Regions from separate parts of the Mus musculus genome. Here region 1 is linked to region 2. Evidence: chromatin contacts called from public HiChIP or PLAC-seq data. All regions are on one chromosome and are shown on one strand. The core of a region is the stretch at or near the end of the contact, and the rest is flanking DNA. Distances in the headings are between cores, read along the strand shown. Region 1 has its middle 9.2 kb from the start of Cyb561. Region 2 overlaps Itgb3 (integrin beta 3).

The links. HiChIP or PLAC-seq counts read pairs in DNA pulled down with a chosen protein or histone mark.
Region 1: a contact with region 2 is called in an HNF4G HiChIP or PLAC-seq map of pancreatic cancer cells. The contact joins two enhancer-like sites.

Annotation. Positions count from the first base shown.
Region 1 is chr11:105,951,825-105,955,520 of GRCm38.p6, reverse strand. No RefSeq gene overlaps it. Among named protein-coding and RNA genes, the nearest start is that of Cyb561, 9.2 kb to the right of the region's middle. Within about 2 kb of position 1,925, at least 106 of the 459 cell types and tissues checked have an H3K27ac peak or open chromatin away from gene starts, as enhancers often do. A contact at or near this core is called in pancreatic cancer cells, where this site is marked.
Region 2 is chr11:104,622,317-104,626,235 of GRCm38.p6, reverse strand. Itgb3 (integrin beta 3) reads right to left here. Exons shown (of 15, transcript NM_016780.2): 2 at 2,740-2,825. Among named protein-coding and RNA genes, the nearest start is that of Itgb3, 16 kb to the right of the region's middle. Within about 2 kb of position 1,320, at least 93 of the 459 cell types and tissues checked have an H3K27ac peak or open chromatin away from gene starts, as enhancers often do. A contact at or near this core is called in pancreatic cancer cells, where this site is marked.

The sequences.
Region 1 (3,696 bases), core at 676-3,175, 1.3 Mb before region 2:
AGGACAAGGAAGTAATAATCTGATTTTAGGGTAGAACAAAGTGGGCTCAGATATCTTGATCATCCTTAGAAACAGCATCACTGGAGTGATCATGGGGCTTTGTGTTTATTGTCTTGCTTGTCCCTTGACTATTGTCCTTTTAGTTCCTTATTGTATTGCTTGCCCTAAATACTTGCATGAAATTAAAATGGTATAAAAGTGAATTGGGAAAAATTAAACCTGCCTTCAGTCTCAGAATTGACTGGGGTAATGCTACAATGATATCTAAATTTTATTTTTTCTTTTTAATCATCACTCCTGAACTGGAGAACCTGTTGACTGACTGAGTGGGCTTGGTTTATTATTATTATTATTTGTATTGATTTCTTTCAGTACTACAGATAAGGCTCAGGAGCCCAGTTACAATACTAAGCCAAAGCAATCTTTTTTTTTCTTCTTCTTCTTCTCATTGTTTCCTTTCTTTATGCTGTTTTCTGGGAGGTTGCATTATAGGCATAGGCTGGCCTAGAACCCAAGATTCTTCGGCCTCAGCCTCCAGAGTCCTGGGATTTAGGTACTGATACACGGGCAGTATACCACCATGCCTGGCTCTAACTCTGCCTCATTGTTTTGAGATAGAGGCTCAGGTAGCCCAGGCTAGCCTGGGCTTGTGTGTGTGGGACTCAACATGCTCTTGTTTCTTCTTCCCATCTGAACTGATGTATGTGCCCCAGGCCTGCCTCCTGAGCATTCCCTGCAGTTTTAGGTCAAACATAAACTTAATAAGTAAGACATTAGCTAGGCATGGTGGCGCACGCCTTTAATCCCAGCACTCGGGAGGCAGAGGCAGGCGGATTTCTGAGTTTGAGGCCAGCCTGGTCTACAGAGTGAGATCCAGGACAGCCAGGGCTATACAGAGAAACCCTGTCTCAAAAAAACCAAAAAAAAAAAAAAAAAAAAAAAGTAAGACATTGCTTTTTAAAAAATTGTTGAGTTAGTGTTTAATAGGTAGAGTTTTAGTGTCTTAGAGATGAATGTGTTTCTTCTCCTCCTCCTTCCTTCCTCCTCCTCCTCCTCTTCTTCTTTCTCTTCCTCCTCCCCCTCCTTCTCCTTCTTGGAGTCACTATGTAGCTCTGGCTGTCCTGGAACTTATTACATAGACCAGGCTGGCCTTGAACTCACACGATCCCCTTGCCTCCCAAGTGCTAGGATTAAAGGGTCCACCACCACACCACACCCAGCAAGAATGTATTTCTTACTGTACGTCTAAGAATGCACAAGAAGGCTTAGCAGGTAGAAGCAATTGTCACCAAGTCTGACAGCCTGAAAACAATCTTTGGCTACCCCATGGAAGGTGAGAACCAAAGCCTACACGATGTCTTCTGAACCCCGAGTATCCTCACTATAATAATATTTTTAAAAAGCAATTAAAAATAGTTAAGAGGCGGGGCATGGTGGCGCACGCCTTTAATCCCAGCACTCGGGAGGCAGAGGCAGGCGGATTTCTGAGTTTGAGGCCAGCCTGGTCTACAGAGTGAGTTCCAGGACAGCCAGGGCTATACAGAGAAACCCTGTCTTGAAAAGCCAAAAAACCAACCAACCAACCAAACAAACAAAAAACAAAAATAGTAAAGAGATTGAGTGTAGGCTCACATCTATAATACTAACATTCAAGAAGCTGAGGCAGAAGGACTGCCATATGCTCGAGGCCGTGCTGGCTCACATACACAGCTCCTTAAAATAAATAATTTGAAAGTTGATGTACTGCTGAAAAGCCTTGGGGCAGTGGGCCCAACCCTGTCTCCAGCACACCCTGTCCAGTCCATGCACCCCCAGGCAGCAGGAAAGGGGAACTGGTCATCTTCTAGCCCAGAAGGCAGCCTGGCTCTGCCATAGCTGTGGATAGCGGCAATGCATCTTGGCCGCTCGGGCCAGGAACATGTGAGTAAGTTCTGACTCACATCTGTCCTTTCCTGGTTGCCTCATCTGGCCTGGCCTTCATTAGACCCTCCCACTCGTTCATTTACTCCTTCCTTGGCTCGGTTCCATCAAGATCCAGAAAAACAGCTCAGGGCCTGTGCTCCTGTTTGGTGACACAGTGGGGACAGCACTGAGCGAGAGCCTGGCTTCACCTGCACAGACCCGTGGGGGATGTCCTGACGTGGAACCCCAAGAGGAGTTGAAAGCCATCAGTTGTGGCCTAGGGGGCACAGAGGCACTGAGTGCCCAGCAGGAAGGGGCCAGGAAGGGACAGGCAAGGTGGAAAGAAAGGCAGCCTGAGCTGCTCGGGTGAAGAGAGTGAAGGACGTTCTACCTCCAGGCATCAGAGTAGGGAGAGCAGGGGACCAGCATGTGCAGAGCTCCAGAGATCAGAGGCCATGGCCCAGTAGAGCCATGAGCTCGAGGCTGTTCCGTGGGTGGCTGTCTAGACAGTCCACGTTGAAGGGAGGCAGAGGAATGCCTCTCACGGAAGGAACACGTTCAAACCGGCTCAGGTGAGGGGCAAGAGTGGGGAGGCGTGGTTAAGGAGCGGGCACTGCTTAGTCCCCAAGGGCTGGGCTTTGCTGTGAAGATGGTTCTCGGTGTTGTATCTCATCCTGCAGCTGCAGGCAGGCAGACCCCTGTGCTCTGGTCTCCCTCCCCCAGCCACTAGGACCCTTTGACCTTCTTCTGTCCCCTGCATGCTGATGGGTCAGGGATCCATCCCAGAGAACTCACCAGAAGGCATTCAGCCCCTCCCCAAGAGCCCAGGAAGTGGCTCCCAGGGCCTTCTTCAAAGCTGGGCCTGTGTCAGTCAGGACCTAGCCTTCTCCTCTACTTGCCACTATTGGCGACCTCTACCCAGGATGCACTGCTGCTGGGATGTGGAGGTGCAACTTGACTAGGCTGTGTCTCCCTAGTGCTCCATGCAGTTCCACTAATTCCAACCTCCTAACCTTGCAAGTTAGGTACCACTTAACTCCCACTTTGCAGGTGAGAAAGCTGAGGCACAGGTGTTAGTTGAATGTGATCATCCAGGGGTGGAGCCCAACATGGCGGGACAGGGTCTCCAAGAACAGTGATGGTGTCTGATCTTTCCCCTTCCCACAGACTGTGAGGACTTCCGTGGTTTACAGGAGAAGACAGTGCTCAGGAGCGCACTGGTTTTGTTGTGTTTTGTTGTGCAGCATAGGTTGGTCTCAGCAGCTACCTTCCTGCCTGGGGTTGCGGGTAGGCGCCCATGTCCAGCCAAGTTCTTTACTCTTTGGACTCTTGGTACTGTTTAATCGCAAATCTTAAACCTATTTCTTATGGCTTTGCCTCTAGGAAGTCAAAGTCCCCCCTGTCGCTGTTCTTATGTGAACAGGGACCGGATGACACCCCTCTACACTGGCCCTGTGTGAGGTCTCCTTCCTACCCACCACCTCCCCTGCACACAGTGTATATAACGTCCTGGCAGGGATGAAGATTTTCTGAAGAGATGCCCCGTGTCCTTCCCTAGGCTGCCATGTACTGAGACACTGGTCCCCAATGAACAAGAATCCCCCAGACAGGCTGAAGCCTGGTGCCACCCACAGGGAGGGACTTGCCTCTTCACAAGATTTCACACAGTTCTGTCTGAAGGCCTTGCAGGAGAGACTGGAGGAGCCACACTGAATAAATCTGTTTTTAATTATTTACCACCCCCCCACCAAGTATGCACTCATGTGTGCACACAAGTGTGTGTGTTCTCACATA
Region 2 (3,919 bases), core at 71-2,570:
TGTTTTCCTCTTACCCAGCCAAGGGCTTGCTATACACACCCAGGAGCTGCTGTCCTTTAAGGACCACAAGCCGAGCCCAACCAGTTGTTTTCCGAGGCACTGCCAACATCAGCACCACTTGAAACAGTCAAGACAGGGGAGGCAGAGGGATGAGCAGGGATCCCAGCCCCACCGTTGGATGTTTAAAGTCAAGATCCAAACACTTTCAATAGTTCAGCTTGCCCTGTGCAAGAGAAGTCCAGCTCCCTCAGGAAAAAGATAACTAGTTACAGCCCAGGGTTCCTCCCTGCTTGACACACTCTGCCCCACATCAGACTCCCCAGCCCCACCCCTCCTCCCTCTCACTTAGCGATGGTAAATATTGGCATTCACTTTATTCCATTCTGAAGGGACTATTTCATCGGGCTTCCTACCTCCCTTCTTTGGTCTCCTTTGGTCCTGGTTGCTACCCATTTCCCAACTCCACCCCATCAACAAGCTGATCTTTCCCTCCCTCTGGCCTCCCAGTCTGCCCCAGAGGGCAAAGATTCACCATAGTGATTGGTAAATATTCCACATTTGCATCTAGTCACATGGAATATGTTCACGTGGCCTAAGGAGGGGCTTTGGCTGGTCAGAACCCAGCTCTGATTTATCCCTATAAGATCCAGATGCGGGAATGAGAGGGGACTATGCTTGAATAGCAGTAGTCCTTCCTCAGGGACCTCCTTTCTGCTCCCCTCTGCTCCGGCCGTCCAACTTCAAGCCATCCTATCCAAACACGGCACCCTCGGCATCCCACTCCTTCTTCTGGAATTGTTGCAGAATTACAACTTCCTCAGAAAGGAAGCTTGACACAACCATGATGGTGACCGGAGGCAGGAGGATATGACAAACCAGAAGGAAGACAGCCACGCCACACTTGAGCCTCCAGTGAAGCCCAGAGGGGAGGGGCACCTGTGGGGGTGGAGAAGGAATGGGCTCACCCTCCCCCAAGCCCCAGAGAATGTTTCATTCGCTAAATGAGATCAATCTGGCCCAGATGTTAGGCAGCTGCCCCTAGAAACAGTTCCCGTGCTGAGCAGCAGAGGCCAAGGCTGTGTATGGAGCTGGCCTTGGAGGCTCTGGCAGCCCCTCCTCTAGGGGGTAAACACAGCCTTCTGCTCCCTTCCTCCCCAGTCTGACCAGGAGCTTGCCTTTTTAGGAAACCCAGAGGATCCAGAAGAGAGGCAGACAAAGATCAGGAAATAGCTAGGGTGGTTGAGGAGCGGTATAGGGCAGAGGCTGTAGCTCTAGTGGCTGAGGAGCAGACAGGCCAGCAGCTCAGGTAACCACCTGCTGGGGGTGCTGACTCACTCCCACTGGAACTGCTGGGAACCTCTCCAGCCACAGGCTTCCCCTACCTCCCCATCAGCTCTTGCCAGCTCCAAATTCCCAGCCCGGCCACAAACATAGCCATTCCCTCAGACACACTCATTCCCTAGGGACTCAGACACAACACACCCTCTGCCTAGACACAGCTAACCCCTTCCTGTCATCGTCTGGTCCTCACCATTGAGCTGTGCTCCCTCATCCATTGATACTTTAGAGATGAAGGAAGGAAGGAAGATAGAGGGGCGTCACTGTCAGAGAGAAGGGAAGAAAAAAGGATCTTTAAGAAAGTGTACACAAACACACATATACAAATATATACAAACACACACATACATGCACACAAACACACACAAACACACATACACACACAAAGACACACAAACATACATATAAAGACACAAACATACACACAAACACACACATTCACAAACACACACATACACACAAACATATAAACATACACAGAAATATAGACACACAGAGACACATACAAACACACACATAACATTCCTCTTCTGAGTTTTTAGGGTTTTTTGTTTTTGTTTTGCTCTGGGGGTGGGGGGGGGTCGGATGAGCTGGCATCCCTCTATACCCCTAGCGCCTCTCTTCTTTAGAGAGTAAAGCCTTTCTTCCATGAGATGTTCCAGCCCAAAGCAAGTATAGGCTGGGGAAGGGTAGCAATAATCACAGTAATGACGATGCCCAAGCAAAATGGCTGGAGTGGAAGGGCAGAACAGGCTCCAGGATCATTGCCAGCTTCCACCATGCATCCTGAGGAAGGCGTCACCTAGTCTTGCTCAGAAGGGGAAAGAGACTGCGTTTAGGAGGAAGGAAATGATTCTGTGTGCCTGCACCTACACTGAAGCGCCTAAATCTAGGGAAAGAAGGCATCTGGGGCAAGTTAGGATGGGGGTGGGGAGCCACACCTGTGTTGAACATTCAACAAGATCAGATGAATGCTACAGGTTGGGCACCAAATAGTTTGGGGCTAAATTATCCCCCTAAATAGCTACCTATTGCCCACCTCTAGGTTTGACTTAACATTCTTAAGACTAGTAAAGTCCTTTCTAAAATGTGCAGACTCCTAGCTTCCACCAACCCCACAGGCTAGGACTGTTATGAGGTAACCTCAGACGCTCCTGACTGCTGTAACCACCTCATCTGATGGTTCACCAATGTGTGTCTAAAGTACCTTGACCTATTGCCTTCTTTGTTCTGTTACTATAAAACGTTCACTATAGTGCTTATCACGTTGGAACCCAGTATTTGAATCTATGTTCCTTGGCCATAGCCACTTACATTTGGCTCCAGGATAAACTACCTCATATTCCTTTTAAAGGTCAGAGTTGTGTTATTGCATTGACAAATAAGGCATAGGCTCCTTACCTCATCTGAGCACCAGGCACACACAGGACTCACAGCCAGACACTGCTGGCAGGAGTTCACGCCTCGTGTGGTACAGATGTTGGACTCTGCAACAAAGAGGCAAGGACATCAGCACCTGATTTGCTCAGAGCAGTGACCATCCTGCCCCGGCTACCCCAAATTTCCCAAACACTCAAGTGATACACACAAACATACTCTAACCCTACCCATTGGGCAAGTTACCAAACATGGGCTATTACACAAAAAAGAAAGTGGGTAGGGAGAAACTCACTCCTTTATCAGCAAATGAAGACCCAAGGGCCCCATAGTAAATGACAGAAAGGCTTTAATCAGTGGCTGGTTTTATACCTGCACTGCGCGAATGAAAAGCTAAGGCCCAGCGTAAAGGCCATGCACCATCTCCAACTGTCTAACTGCAGCCACGGCTACTACAGAGGTCCTGGGACTCAGATGCAGTAAGATTGACACCTAAATACTGTGGGCTTTAATGAAAGCAGGGTAACCTCAATTGCCATGTCCCACTATCTGAACTCGTGTCAAGCTTTCCAATACATCTATCTTGAGGGCCTAAGCATTGAATGCACACAAAAGAACTAGCGTGATGGCTCTCAACCTGTGGGGTCATGACCCCTTGGGGGCCCACACATCAGATATCCTACATACCAGATATTTACTGTTACAATAAACATAGCATAACATTTACATAACAGTCGTACAATTGTTACTGTGATGACTCATCACAGTAGTAAAGTCAGTTATGAAGTAGCAACAAAATAATTTTGTGGTTGGGGGGAGGTCACCACAGCAGGAGGAACTGTATTAAAGGGTCACAGCATTAGGAAGGCTGAGGACACTGAACTAGAGATCAGGAAGGCTAATGGGGGCTGGAAGAATGTGGCACTTCTGAGGCGCTCTGATGCAAGGTCTAGGCTCCATACTGCACCCTTGAGCAGCTCCCCTCCTCTCTATGAAATGGCTGACCTATCGCTCAGGATTTTTGCAAGAATTCAATAAGCCAAGAGGATGCTTCAGGATGCCACTCAAAAGTGAAGACTCCCCACATTGACAAGCGGCAGGGGGAAGACTGCAGGGAGGAGGAACAAGGACAGCCAAGCGGACCAAAATAGTGCTGAGAAGCAGCCAGGAAGTGAATCTCAGGCAGCTGCCTCGTGGAAGCCTC